Regions from separate parts of the Mus musculus genome. Here region 1 is linked to region 2. A link is a contact called in public Hi-C data. All regions are on one chromosome and are shown on one strand. Each heading gives the region's core, a stretch centred on a gene start, on an enhancer-like site or on the middle of the called end of the contact. The rest is flanking DNA. Distances are from core to core; before and after follow the strand shown. Region 1 has its middle 77 kb from the start of Gm20753. Region 2 holds the start of Phlpp1 (PH domain and leucine rich repeat protein phosphatase 1).

Evidence for each region. Hi-C and Micro-C count contacts between places; a contact is called where the count stands out from the background.
Region 1: a contact with region 2 is called in a Hi-C map of uterus, with 4 times the contacts expected there. The contact joins the enhancer-like site here to the promoter of Phlpp1 in region 2. A contact is called at or near these places in 1 of 39 promoter capture datasets (the C10 cell line), 6 of 484 Hi-C or Micro-C datasets (the P5424 cell line, forebrain neurons, uterus and 1 more), 4 of 115 datasets of contacts at active chromatin or transcription factors (T-cell acute lymphoblastic leukemia, craniofacial prominence, embryonic stem cells and 1 more) and 2 of 9 other capture datasets (liver and pancreatic islet).

What each region holds. Positions count from the first base shown.
Region 1 is chr1:106,091,241-106,097,590 of GRCm38.p6, forward strand. It overlaps the pseudogene Gm26509. Among named protein-coding and RNA genes, the nearest start is that of Gm20753, 77 kb to the right of the region's middle. Within about 2 kb of position 2,146, at least 2 of the 459 cell types and tissues checked have an H3K27ac peak or open chromatin away from gene starts, as enhancers often do. A contact at or near this core is called in uterus, where this site is marked.
Region 2 is chr1:106,169,340-106,175,934 of GRCm38.p6, forward strand. Phlpp1 (PH domain and leucine rich repeat protein phosphatase 1) reads left to right here and starts at 2,530. Exons shown (of 17, transcript NM_133821.3): 1 at 2,530-4,108. The coding sequence starts at 2,665. It overlaps Gm20753 (predicted gene, 20753), which reads right to left and starts at 2,185. Exons shown (of 3, transcript NR_040630.1): 1 at 2,001-2,185.

The DNA of each region.
Region 1 (6,350 bases), core at 896-3,395, 78 kb before region 2:
CTCTATAACCACTACTCATGGTTTGGTCTTTCACAGTATCCCAGATTTTCTGTGCCTAGAGTTTTTTGTTGTTGTTTTTTGTTTTGACATTTTCTTTGACTATGCTATTTCTTCTACCTTGTCTTCAAGACCTGAAATTCTCTCTTCCATGCTGTTTCATCTGTTAATGAGGCTTACTTTGAAGTTTTTGTTAGACATCCTGAGTTTTTCACTTTCAGTTTTATTTCAGTTTGGGTTTTCTTTAGTGATTTTCTTTGTTAAATTCAACTTTCATGTTTTAAAATGTTTTCACTATTTCACTCAATTGTTTCTACTTTCATTAAGGCATTTATTCAAATTCTCTTTAAAGTCCTTTGAACATGTTTATAATTATTATTTTGAAGTTCTTGTCCTGTGTTTTTACTAACTTGCTTTTCTGAGGACTTATTTCAATAGGGTTACTGGCGTCTGGGGGAGGCATATTGTCTCGGCTGTTTATGCTCTTGTACTGGTTTCTATATGCCTAGAGTTATTGTGTTTGAGGTGTTTCTTCATATAGCTATCTGGTCTTGCCTCTATTGGGTGATGGGTGATCTGTTCTTTGATTGCTGTTGCCCACTCTGGATCCTAGCCACGTGTGGTGGCTGTGGAGTCCCTAGTAGCTGTTTCTGTGGGTTAGCTGGTGAAACAAATGAATATAGATTAAGATGGAAAGAGCTAAGGGGTCCTTGATCTGCACCAAGAGGTGGGTCACTCAGGATGTAGATGTGGGATGGGAGGAGGGGCTCCTGTAGGCAGGCTGCTATAGGACTACTGCATGAGGAGACTAGGATGAAGGACAGGAAGGAAAGGAAAGTGAAAACAGTCTATCTGAGTCTCAGCCCAGTGTGCCCATTAGGGGTCTTTCTATATAGTGTTTGTGCAGATGGATGGGTGACTTAAAGGAATGGAGAGGGCTAGAAAAGAAGTTTAGAGGGTTGGCAGAGAAGATCTAAGGGGTACAAAGCTCATATAGACAATCCTGCACCTCCTGTTAGGAGCTTCAGGATCTTCTGCAGCATTTCTTTCTTTATATCACTGTGCTTTTAATTTATTTAAATCATTTAAGACTATAAATATTTAATATATTATTTAATGTTTATTTACTATAGTAACATATATCATATTTATTATAGAATTATTGTTGTCACATATTTTAAAACATAATTGTTAAAACGTTCATTTTGTGTGTGTGTGTATTTGTGTGTGATGGGGTATGTATATGTGAATACATTAGTGTCTGCCTCAGTCATATCTCATTATTTTGAAACAGGATCTCTTACAGAACCCAGAGTTCATTGATTTAGCCAGACTGGCTGCCCAGTGAGCCCCAGGGATTCTCCTGTCTCTTTGTGCCCCTGTGGCAGCATACTGCCTTAGCCAGCTCCTTATATGACTGCCAAGGAGCCCTACTTTCTGCACAAACAGATTACCAGCTATGGCATCTCTCCAGTCTCTGAAATGTTAATGTTTGGTCTTTTACTATGTATTATAATGCTAAATGCAGTCCCCAAAGACCTGGCTGTCCCAGGATGAGAGAGTCCACATGTAGACACAAGTGATACTATGTGACCTTACCCTCAAGTTAGTTCTGATTGGTAAATAAAGATACCAATAGCCTGGGCAGAAGAGACATTGGAAGAGTTTAAGGTTCCTTGGGCCTGGGGGGTCAGGGAGAGAAAGAGAGAGAGAGAGAGAGAGAGAGAGAGAGAAAGAAACGTGAGGAGGAAGTAAAAGTGGCCATGAGTTAGGAGTCAAGAGAATATGGCCATGAGAGCTGGCCAATTGGAGTTAAGAGCAGCCCAAATGAAATATAGTAGTAATAACTCAGAGTTATCTGTGGTAAAGTAGATTCTAATAGCACAGAGGATATCTGCCCAACTCTTGTACTGTTTAAGGCTTAGTATAAACAATGAAAAATTTATGTCTTTTATCCAGGAGCTAAATTAAATGATAAAGGCAGGATAAAAACCTCAAATTCGGATTGAAAATTTCTACAACATTGAACTCTTCAAATTGTTACATAAATCAACATCTGTTTTGCTTTTGCAACAAGGTCTTACATAGTTCACTAGACTTGAACTCTTTCTATGCAGCCAAGATGCTCTTGAACTTTTATGGTCCTGCCTCTGCCTCTGGAGTGATGGGATTATGCTCTTCCTCTACATCGTCCTGCTCAGATCTTGTTTTTCTGTAGAGTGAGCTATGACTGGATACACTTTTACCCTTGGCTGTGATGCCAACCCTGCTGTATATGTAGTTCTGTCTCTAAGCTCTCTACCCTGTCCTCTTGTCTCTTTGTCTCCTTATGTTGATGTTTGTTCCTGTGTTGCTGAGGCTGGGACCCAGGGCCTTGTCCATGCTAGGCAAGTGTTGCCCTGCTAAGCTGAGACTCTATCTAGCTCCATTTATGCCTGTGATTCATGGCATTTGCTCTCTGGAAAATATAGTCCTGTTTTGCTTTACTTTTACTGGTGATTTTTTATTCTTCTTAATATGTTTCACAACTAACTTCCTGGTTTAGAATTCATCTTGAGATGGTGGTGACTCCAGAGATTCTTTTTCTCCCCTTTATTGAAGGGATGTCTCTGTCAAATCCTTCCCCTCAGAGCGCAGGGAACCCTATGTAAGAGGAGGCAGAAAGGGTGTAAGAACCAGAGAGGGTGGACGACACCAAGAAAACAAGGCCCTGTAAATCAACATGACCAAAGCTCATATGAACTCACAGAGACCGAGGCAGAGTGCCCAGTATTCCCTGACATAATATATCCTGATTACAGTTTCCCTTCCTTTTACTCCTCCTAGTTCCTCCCCACCTCCCCTCCCAGATCCACTCCCTTTCTGTCTTTCATTAGAAAAAAACAGGCTGCTAAGAGAGAACAACAGAACATAACAAAATAAAATATAATAAGATAAAGCAAAAAACCATCACATCCAAGTTGGACGAGACAAACAAACAGAAGGAAAAGGACACAAGAATAAGAGACCCACTCATTCACACAGGAATTCTATTAAAACACTAAACTGGAAGCCATACTATATATGCAGAGGACCTAGTGCCCTGGGCACTCTGCCCCAGTCCCTGTGAGTTCACATGAGCTTTAATCATGTTGATTTACTGGGCCTTGTTACCTTGGTGTCATCCATCTCCTCTGGCTCCTACTCTCTTTCTGTGTCCTCTTACATAGGTGTAATAGCTATTCCTGGTTGTCAACTTGAATATATCTGGAATGAACTTCAATCCAGAACTGGACATCACACCTGTGATACACATCTTGAAGATGAAGGACAAAAATTTCTAACCTGGATCTTGGCATTAAGGTCTTGAGGCACAGTGGCCATGAAAAGCTTAGGCCCAGGCAAGGTAGTACACACCTTTATCTCAGAAGATGGAGGCAAGGAGATCTCTGAGTTCAAGATTAGCCTGGGATAAAGCCATCCCCAGATCCAAGTATGTTGATACACACCGTTAATCTGGGCCAAACCTTTTGCTGAAGATCTACATAAGGACATTGGAAAAGGAAGACTCACTCTTCTTTGACTGCTTGCACTTACTTGCCAGTACATCTGTTGGAATCTACTTCTTCTACAGAAGACCAGCTGAAACAACTAGACTTATGGGACTGAGCAACGACTAGATTCTTGGACTTTTTATCCATCCATTGTTGGGTTAGTTGGATTACAGACTGTGAGTCATCACAATAATTTCCCTCAATTTAGAGAGGCATTCCATAAGTTCTGTGACTCTAGAGAACCCTGATTAATACAATAGGGTTCCCTGAGCTCTGATGGGAGGGATTTGATGGAGACATCCCATTGAGGACTGAGTGTTCCAAGGTCTCCTACTCTCTACAGGATGTCTGCCTACACATCTCAATATTTGTTCCCATCTGCTGCAGGAGGAAACTTCTCTGATGATGGTTGACTATGTCACTGATCTATGATTACAGCAGAACATCATTTAGGAGCCATCTTGTTGTTACATCTCCATGTTCAATAAGGTGTGTGGGTGTTGCTTCAGCAATGGGGCCTTGACATCAGTTTGTGGAGAGCAACCTATTGTCATGGCAACTGCCTGGGTTGTTTGCAGATTCCCATGGGACATCTTTGGCCAACAACTAAATTAGATGTAACCCAATCTCATATCTGATGCTTCATTTGGTGACAGGAGATGACCAATTGGGACTCTGTGTTCACCATTATTTGGTGATTTCATTTAATTGCCTTCATGTGTGTGTGTGTGTGTGTGTGTGTGTGTGTGTGTATATATATATATATATATGTATATGCATAATTTTAGAAAATTTTACTGTGTTTGGTGTCCATGCTATCCTTCATATGGTCCTTAGTTTTAGTTGTCTCTCCACACATTTTCTCCATCATCCCCTTCTCCCCACCCTAGTTGATCTTCCCATTTCAGTCCCTCCCCATTCATTCATAACTATCTAGTCTATTTCACTTTCCTAATGAGGTCTATCTGTAACCTGTAGTCCCCTTATTTATACCTACCCTCTGCTTTCTACAGAGTATAGCTTCTTTATTACTGACTTAACAGCTAATATCTACGTATAAGCAAACACATACCATAATTGACTTTAGAGATCCTTTTAGGAAAAAATAAACACTAACTTTGGCCCATTCATAAAATCAGTATGTATTTTTCTGCTTATTTTCTTTCTAGGTCTTTTATGTATTTCAGTAGATGAAAATGATTTTACTGTTAAGTTTTGTCTACAATTATACGGGATTTGGGGGCAGATTACCCATAGATATTTTATAGTTTGAATGATATTTACTCAGTATTATCAAACACTGTTGGTTTTATCTGCCTGCATGTTATCTTATGCCAAAGATAATGGTGTAGACATGGCCTGATGGATCATTGAGATGCTATAGTGAAATCCTGAATCTTGGTAAAAAGCTTGTTGTCTAATGGTGTTAATATTTGAGAAAACATCTTGTATGCCTTCTAAGCTGTACCAAATGATTAGGTGCAAATGAAACTGGTCTGTTGATATATTCACCCAACTGGGTGTATAGAGTATTCTATGCCAGTAAGTGCAGGAGGTCAGATCTCAGTGAAAGACATAAAGGCAAAAAAAAGGTCATGAACTATTGTCTCTGAAATACCCTTTACTTCTGCAGCTCCTGAGCATTAGAGAGAGTTAATTGCTCAATTGTAAAAGCTGGATCTCAGGGAAGTTTCAAATAAACCAGCCAGATGGGAGCGAGTTTTGTGGCCCACGTGGTCTTATACCCTAGCAACAGAAAGCCGGGGTGAAGGGAAAGCTTGCTTTTTCACTGACAGCACAATGCCTGTGAGTTTCCTTTGTTCTGGGGGATAAAAATGGAGAGATGAAGGCTAAACTTCAGTTCCTGTATTCTCATGGTGTTGGGTGCTATGGGATGTCATTGTTCGCTAAGATATGGATTATAACTGCTTGTCATTTTGCAGAGGGAAAAGAATGTAATAAACCTTTTGAAAAACACATGTTTAGCAGTTGGCTAGGGCTTTGACTTGTGGTGCATAAATGTGTTTCTCAGAATCAGTCTAAGAGCAAAAATATATTCTTTTATTTTGTCAGGTTTTTTTCTCTTGATTTTGCATTTGTGGTTTTTATTGCCTTTGAAATGTTTTGATTCCCTTTCTTCACGTTCCTTTTCAACATCTCACGCTGATGTCCGTGTGCTGTAGATAGGGCATGACTGAAGAGCCTGGGAGCTCACTCAGATCACTGGCACTCTGTCCAGCTGAAAGCAAGACACACTTCTCCAAACCTCATTTCCCCATCTTACAGAAAGTCTTAGACAACCCCAAAGTCCTTTCTCAAGTGCTAAGGTTCTGAATATCATCTTGGACTCACCTTCTAGGTCATTCTGGAAGGCTGTATTAATAATGTAAGATGAGGTGTGTGTAGGGGGCAGCTGTGCTTGTCTTGAGAACTTGAGTCTGACCCCCAGGACACACACATTCTTTAAAAAGATGACCATAGTGGCTCATGTGTACAAACCCAGAGATGAGGAGGTAAGAGAGACAGATCCATCGGGCTCTCACCCATCATAGCCAACGTGACTAATTTCAGACCAGGGAGAGGCCAAAGTTAGACATTGGCACTTAAGAAACAACACTGGAAGCTGTCCTCTGACTAATATATACACACATACATCCGCATGAACACTCAGACACAGAGGAAGTCGGCCACCTCCTTAAAGCCTTGAGAAGTCTACAGAGTCCTGAAATGCCCACAGAGCTGTAGCCAAGTGTCAAAGCTGCTGGAGTACTCTTGTACTAGCAAGGACTGAAGCACAGACTTAATATCTTTTCCCCAAGT
Region 2 (6,595 bases), core at 1,280-3,779:
TGTTTTATCTGGTATTACAAAGACAGTCTACTCCTTCAGAAATTCTCGTTTTCTTTCTTTCCTTTCACATTCTTGTTTAGTCACTTCCTGAAGGTTCGGGATCACACTGTGGGTCTTTCTTGCCATTCTGCTATCCCTGCCAGTGGGATTCCTGAGAAGTACGCGATAGGTTGTCTTTTATATTACAGATTCCATGTGTGAAATCTGGCATAATTGCATTTTAATACCTGCTTTAAAATATTTTCCTGAAAATTTATTTATATGTACAGGAGTTTTGTCTGTACATGTATCTGTGCACCACATACACACAGTGTTCACAGAAGCTAGGCTAAAGAATGGGATTCCCTGGAACTGGAGTTAGACAGTTGTGAAATACCATGTGGTGCAGGGACTTGAAGCTGGGTCCTCTTGCTCTTAGCTGCTGAGACATTTCTCCAGCTCCAACACTTGTTCTTCTGTGTGGAGAAGATCTACTTTTTTCTTTATTTGGAGATAGTTACTTTTCCCATTGCTGTAACAAACACCTAACAAAAGGTTACTAAATACCCAAATAAAGAAAGACGTATTTGGCTCACAGTTTGAGGGCAGAGAACGTCAGGGCAGGGAGGGCAGCGTGGCAGGAGTTCCAGACAGCTGGGCACACTTTGTCAGTGCTCAGGGCACCTCACCCTCACACACATACCCCGTGTTTCCATGGTGATTCTAAATTCAGTCCAATTGGATCTAATCAAGTGTCTGTCCACCGCCCTAACAGTGTTTGACAACTATTATCATAACTTCTTTTGTTTTGAGACAGGATGTCATCATGTAGACCAGGCTGGCATCAAATTCAGAGATCTGCTGTTCTCTGCCTTCTGAATGGCAGGATAAAGGCATCACCACTGAGACTTATAACTATAAATAAATGTATATGCATGTGTGTATAATATTCCCATAATAAATATTAGTCTTCTGGAACCCAAAGGTAAGGTACAGGATATCTTCATTATTATTATTACTATTATTCTTTGAGTTACTATGTAACTTTGGCTGGCCTGGAGCTTGCTCTGTAAAAGAGGCTAGTTTTGAGCTCATAAAGTTCTTCCTGTTTTAGTCTATCGAGTGTCAGGAAGAACTTAATTTAAAAAAATTATTATCATTATGTATAGGAATGATTTGCCTGGAATATGTCTATGCATTACATTGGAGCACTGTCTTCAGGGTGAGCTATTATATGGGTCTTCTTGAAGAGCAGCCCACGCTCTTAGCTGCTGAGCCCTCTAACTCCGGAAAAAGACTTTTAATTAGTGTCTACATCTGCAATGCCATCATGAGAGTGGCAACTCAATGACCAACGTTTATCAAATTATTTCAAATAGTTAATTGCCCTAAACCAGCTTGGTTCAACCAATAAAAAAATGTTTATAGATCATACAATGTAACAGTAAACACCCATACAACATAGGTAGAGCGTAGGTGGTGAGCAGTTTGTGGACGGAAGTATGGAGAACAGACTAGACTGGGAAACCTTGTCTCATTCACCCTTTCTACCCGGCCCCGAGTGCGGAAAGAAAAATCCAGAAAGAACCAAGAGAAAGCAAGTCTATCTCCTATCCCACTATGACTCCATTTTAATATTTCTTCCTTCGTCCACTGCTTTGTGTCGTTAAGCTTCTTTTAAGCTTAAAACCAACGGGATACAAGGCTCCAAGCAGGTCCTTAGCTATTTCTGTCCTAATAGGGGAGGGAGTAAATGGGTTTAATTTGAGTGCAAACACTGCTAGCTTTCATGGGCCTTGAAAAAAGTGCGGAAAAAGTCAGGAAGACGGGGCCAGCGATCCTGTGAACTGTGTATGTATTTTTGTCTCATACAAAGGCCTTACCTAGAGTTTAGAGTTCCTAAAAACTCTCAATTTCAATTAGCCAGGAAAATAAAACTCATCTGGCAAGCAGGAGAGGATCAAGTTAATGAAAAACGTTCACAGGACACAGAGTTCAACGGCAGAGGGCACAATACCCACCAACAAGGGCCAGAAGCTGGAGGAGAGGGTGGGCAGAATTTGATGATATCTGGGCCTTGTAGTTCGCTGTTGGTCTCTTCTGGGTATCCTCGACACGAAGATGAACTACAACCCCCACTGTGCAACGCGAGCCCCTCTCGCCACCTCTCCTCTATGGCGAGGACAAACCTCCTGGGAAACAGCTCCGCCCCACCCCCGTACGCACGCGTCACGTTTGTTTACCCTGAGGCCCCGCCCCCAGCCTCCCGCTCTCCGCAGAAATGTCGTCATGCTAACGATGCATATTCATGATCAACTCCGCCCCGCCACCGCCCGCCTTCCCGCGCTTCATTAATATTCATGAGGCGAGCTCGGGCCGCAGCTCCCGGGAGCTGAGGCTGTCCAGCAGCGGGCGGGGCCTGGCGCTGGGGAGCCCGCGACCCGCGGGGAGGGTGTGTGTGGGGGGGCGGTGGCGGCGAAACGGGCGGGCGGCGCGCGGGATGGAACACCGAGACACCGACGGAATGCTCCGGATCGCCACATAATCCTCTGGAGCGGCCGCGCCGAACGCCATCGGCGTCTCCGTTCTCTTCGCGCCGCCGCCGCCGCCGTCTCCCACCTTCGCCTCACCTCCTCCTCCTCCGCTGCCTCCGGAGCTGGGGGAGCGACGTGAAGCCCCGCTACGATGGAGCCCGCCGCTGCAGCCCCGGCACAGCGACTCGCGGACCCCACGGGTGAGGACCAAGCCCTGGCGGCGGCGGCGGCCGAGGGCGGCCGGTGTCCGGATCCCGCGCTGAGCGCGGCGGCCCCGAGCGGCGGGAACGGCGGCGCGGCGCGAGAGGAGGCCCCCTGCGAGGCGCCGCCGGGGCCGCTGCCCGGCCGCGCCGGAGGCACCGGGCGCAGGCGGCGGCGGGGAGCTCCCCAGCCCGCGGCCGGTGGGGCCGCTCCGGTGCCCGCGGCCGGCGGCGGCGCCAACTCGCTGCTGCTGAAGAGAGGGCGGCTGAAGAGGAATCTGTCGGCCGCCGCCGCCGCCTCGTCGTCCTCGTCGCCGTCCTCGGCGTCTTCGGCCGCTGGCGGCCTCCCGGCGTCCTGCTCGGCCTCGGCGTCGCTGTGCACCCGGAGCCTGGACAGGAAGACGCTGCTCCTGAAGCACCGGCAGCTGCTTCAGCTGCAGCCGTCGGACAGGGACTGGGTGAGGCACCAGCTCCAGCGGGGCTGTGTGCACGTCTTTGACCGCCACATGGCCTCGTCCTACCTGCGCCCAGTGCTCTGCACGCTGGACACCACGGCCGCCGAGGTGGCGGCCCGGCTTCTGCAGCTGGGCCACAAAGGCGGCGGGGTGGTGAAGGTGCTGGGCTACGGGCCGCCTCCCGCCGCCGCCCCTGCCGCCAGCGATCAGACCCTGGACGGAGAGCACGGAAGGGACGTGGAGCCACCGCCCTCGAGCGGCACTGTTGGTGCTGTCCGGGGCCCTGCGCGCGCGCCTCCCGCCGATCTGCCGCTGCCCGGGGGCGCCTGGACGCGCTGTGCACCCCGCATCAGCCCCGCGCCTTCGGACTCCAGCCCCGGAGAGCTGTTCGCGGGCGGCCCCGGGTCCCCTCCCCGCGCCCCGCGCCCGGCCTCTGACACCGAGAGCTTCAGCCTGAGCCCCAGCGCCGAGAGCGTGTCAGACCGGCTGGACCCCTACAGCAGCGGCGGCGGCGGCTCCTCGTCGTCGTCGGAGGAGTTAGAGGCTGATCCGGCCATGCCCCACCGCCCCGGCCGCCCCGCGCAGCCTCGGCCGCCTTCCCCGAAGACCTCGGCTTTACTGCAGCCGAAAGCCCCGACGGGCGTAGACAGCACTGGCGTGATAGCGGGCGAGGGTCCCGGAGACGATAAGGCGATGGCAGCCGCAGCTCCGGACGTTCCTCTGTCGACTTCGGGGAGGATACGGGAGACCGTGCAAAAGACATCTCCGCCCTCCCTGTATGTACAGCTCCATGGAGAGACTACCCGGCGCCTGGAGGCGGACGAGAAGCCATTGCAGATCCAAAATGACTACCTCTTCCAACTGGGATTTGGGGAGCTGTGGAGGGTGCAGGAGGAAGGCATGGACTCAGAGATTGGCTGTCTCATTCGATTCTATGCAGGTAAGGAAGTTGCCTGCATGTTTATGCATGGCTTCGAACCTTGGCAGGGATCGATAAATGATTCCAGGGGCCTGGTGAGTCTGTCTGACACTCTTTTTCTAGCTTGTTCACATGCCGCCTGTGCAAGTACTAAATTGAGCATTCTTGAAATCTGCAAGGTTTAGAGTGTCCAGGCCTGAGGTTGGAAAGCCAGGTGGACAAGGTGACAAAGTCACCTGGAAATACAGGAAACAGGTAACACCCTAGAGGGGTACCAGTCCCTAACTTTAAAGGTGGTTTCCTCCAGGCCTCTGCTCTGGTTCGTTGGGTTGCAGGCGTTTTGGGATTCCAGGTAACTCCTTGACACTTTAATATAGACAGAGGACAATGACCAACGAAAAAATGCTCCATGATGCCTTCCTCTATTCAACTGTCCACAGTTTACCATTCGTAGACAGTAAAGTGCAGCGTGGGCCTCTTGGGAACTTTGTTCTTGTCAACTGATGCTCTTGTTTGTTCCACTGTCTGCCACGCGTGCGTATTTGCTCGCTGAGTCCTCATTGACACCTGAGAAGTGGGTATGTTCCTTGTTTTGGGTGCTGCTTACCTTCTGCCCTCTTTCATTGCTTTATTTCAGTTTCCAAGTTTGAATCTTAAAAAAAAAATGAATTGGCCTGTTTCTGAGTTATAGCTTTTATTGTCAGATACTTGAAATAGACTAGACTTAATAATGTCGGTGATTACTGCTTCTGATATGACCTGAACTCCTCTCTAGCATTTTTAGTATCTGTTCAAGTGCCTATACGGGTGTGACCAGTCAGTTTCTCCTCTTGGCTGGAACTAATTTGTGGAGTTACAGGGCTATTGGTTATTGTTTTTGAGCTTGGTAAGTTATTGCATTTTCTGGTTGAAAGAGTTTTTAGTGGTCAGAACTTAGCTAGCTAGCTTAAGAGCAATAAAACTTTTGGTGTTACATTTAGGTGTATATACTAACAACCTCGTGACTCCCATAGTGGTTGGTTCTTCCACATTAGTGTTTTTTCATTTTAGTTCAACATGTGCCCTAGTTGCAGTTTGGTTTGAATGAATGAGTCTTTAACACTTACGTTGATAATGCAAGGCCTCATCCCTGGACATAAACATAAACTGTTTTATTGAAGCTTTTTTGAACTTAAGTGGATATTTTGATTAATATTTGCCTTATAAAGAAAACCAAATTGTAATACAATAGCATTTTCCTGGAACTAATATCTTAATGGATGATATGTTCTTTAATGTTTTTTGTTTTTTTGTTTTTTCTTTTGGTATAGAAAAGTGTAGCAGCAACAACTGTATCTTTTTCTTCAATGGCTCATGTGACTGGTGAAATACTTTTTTTTTTTTTTTCAGAGGCATCAAATAGTACCACACTTGGAAAGGGAACTATTTTCAGATGAGAATGACAGTCTTTCTTAATCACATAGAGGGAAATGGGAATAACACAAGGACTATGTGATGGGTAATATTAGAGTATGCTTTAATGGATGGAGGAAGCTTTTCTCTGCTTTGCTCATGACTGGATGCTGATCAGGATAAATATCTGTTGGAAGGTTGGGATGTCACAGTTCTGAGATTTTGGTCGTCTTCAGAAGTGCTGAAATTATTCTGAGTGGGCTTTAAGCAGTTTGTTTTCTTTCATCTAAATTGAAAAATGATCTGATTTATGGCTAAATCTTAAATATGTTGTGATTTTAACCTTTTTGTTTGTTCATGAACAAGTAGTAATTGTTACCTCCTGAATTTACTGCTTTGTTTCTATGAGCACAGCATAAATAGATGCAGGCGTCTGTGTATATGCTCATAAAAGCAACTAATAAAATGAGGATGCCCTACACACATTATCCAGCCTATTCTTGAATCTGAAGCCTGTGTGCTTGTGTTGTAGAAGGAAGGTGTCTGACTGTTGGAAAGATGTGGGGTTGTCTATTTTGGTATATGAGCAAAGTTGGACTTACTTTAAGCCTAATTTAATATAATATACTGAGCATCTCTGTACTGATATTTGTCATAGAACAAAACTTAACATCACTAGATGCTATTTCAGTTTTTGCAAGGATGTGTGTTACTAACAGAAGGGTGCCGCTGAAAGGTGGTCTCACATAGCTTGAACGTTGTGAGGACATATGGCAAAGGCTTACCCAAGGCTGACAAGATTCCTAGAAATTGCTTTTGTCCTCCAGTGGAATATAGGACAGCCAAAAGGAAGCTGTTGTGTTTTGATAGTGCTTTTGTTAGCGAGAGGATAATTCATGTATGTTTTAAATGATTTCCTTTAAGAAGACACTGGAAAATTTTGTATTGATTTGCTCTGATAATTTAAATGTAGTGTATTCTTGAATTTATTGTTGCATGTCTTTTCTAGTGGAGTTAAGTGGAGTTTAAGATAGCTAGGAAGTTTGAGACTGCTTGAAAATATTTCCCTATATTTAAATTGAGAACATTATCATTATCTGTATTTTTACCTTCTCA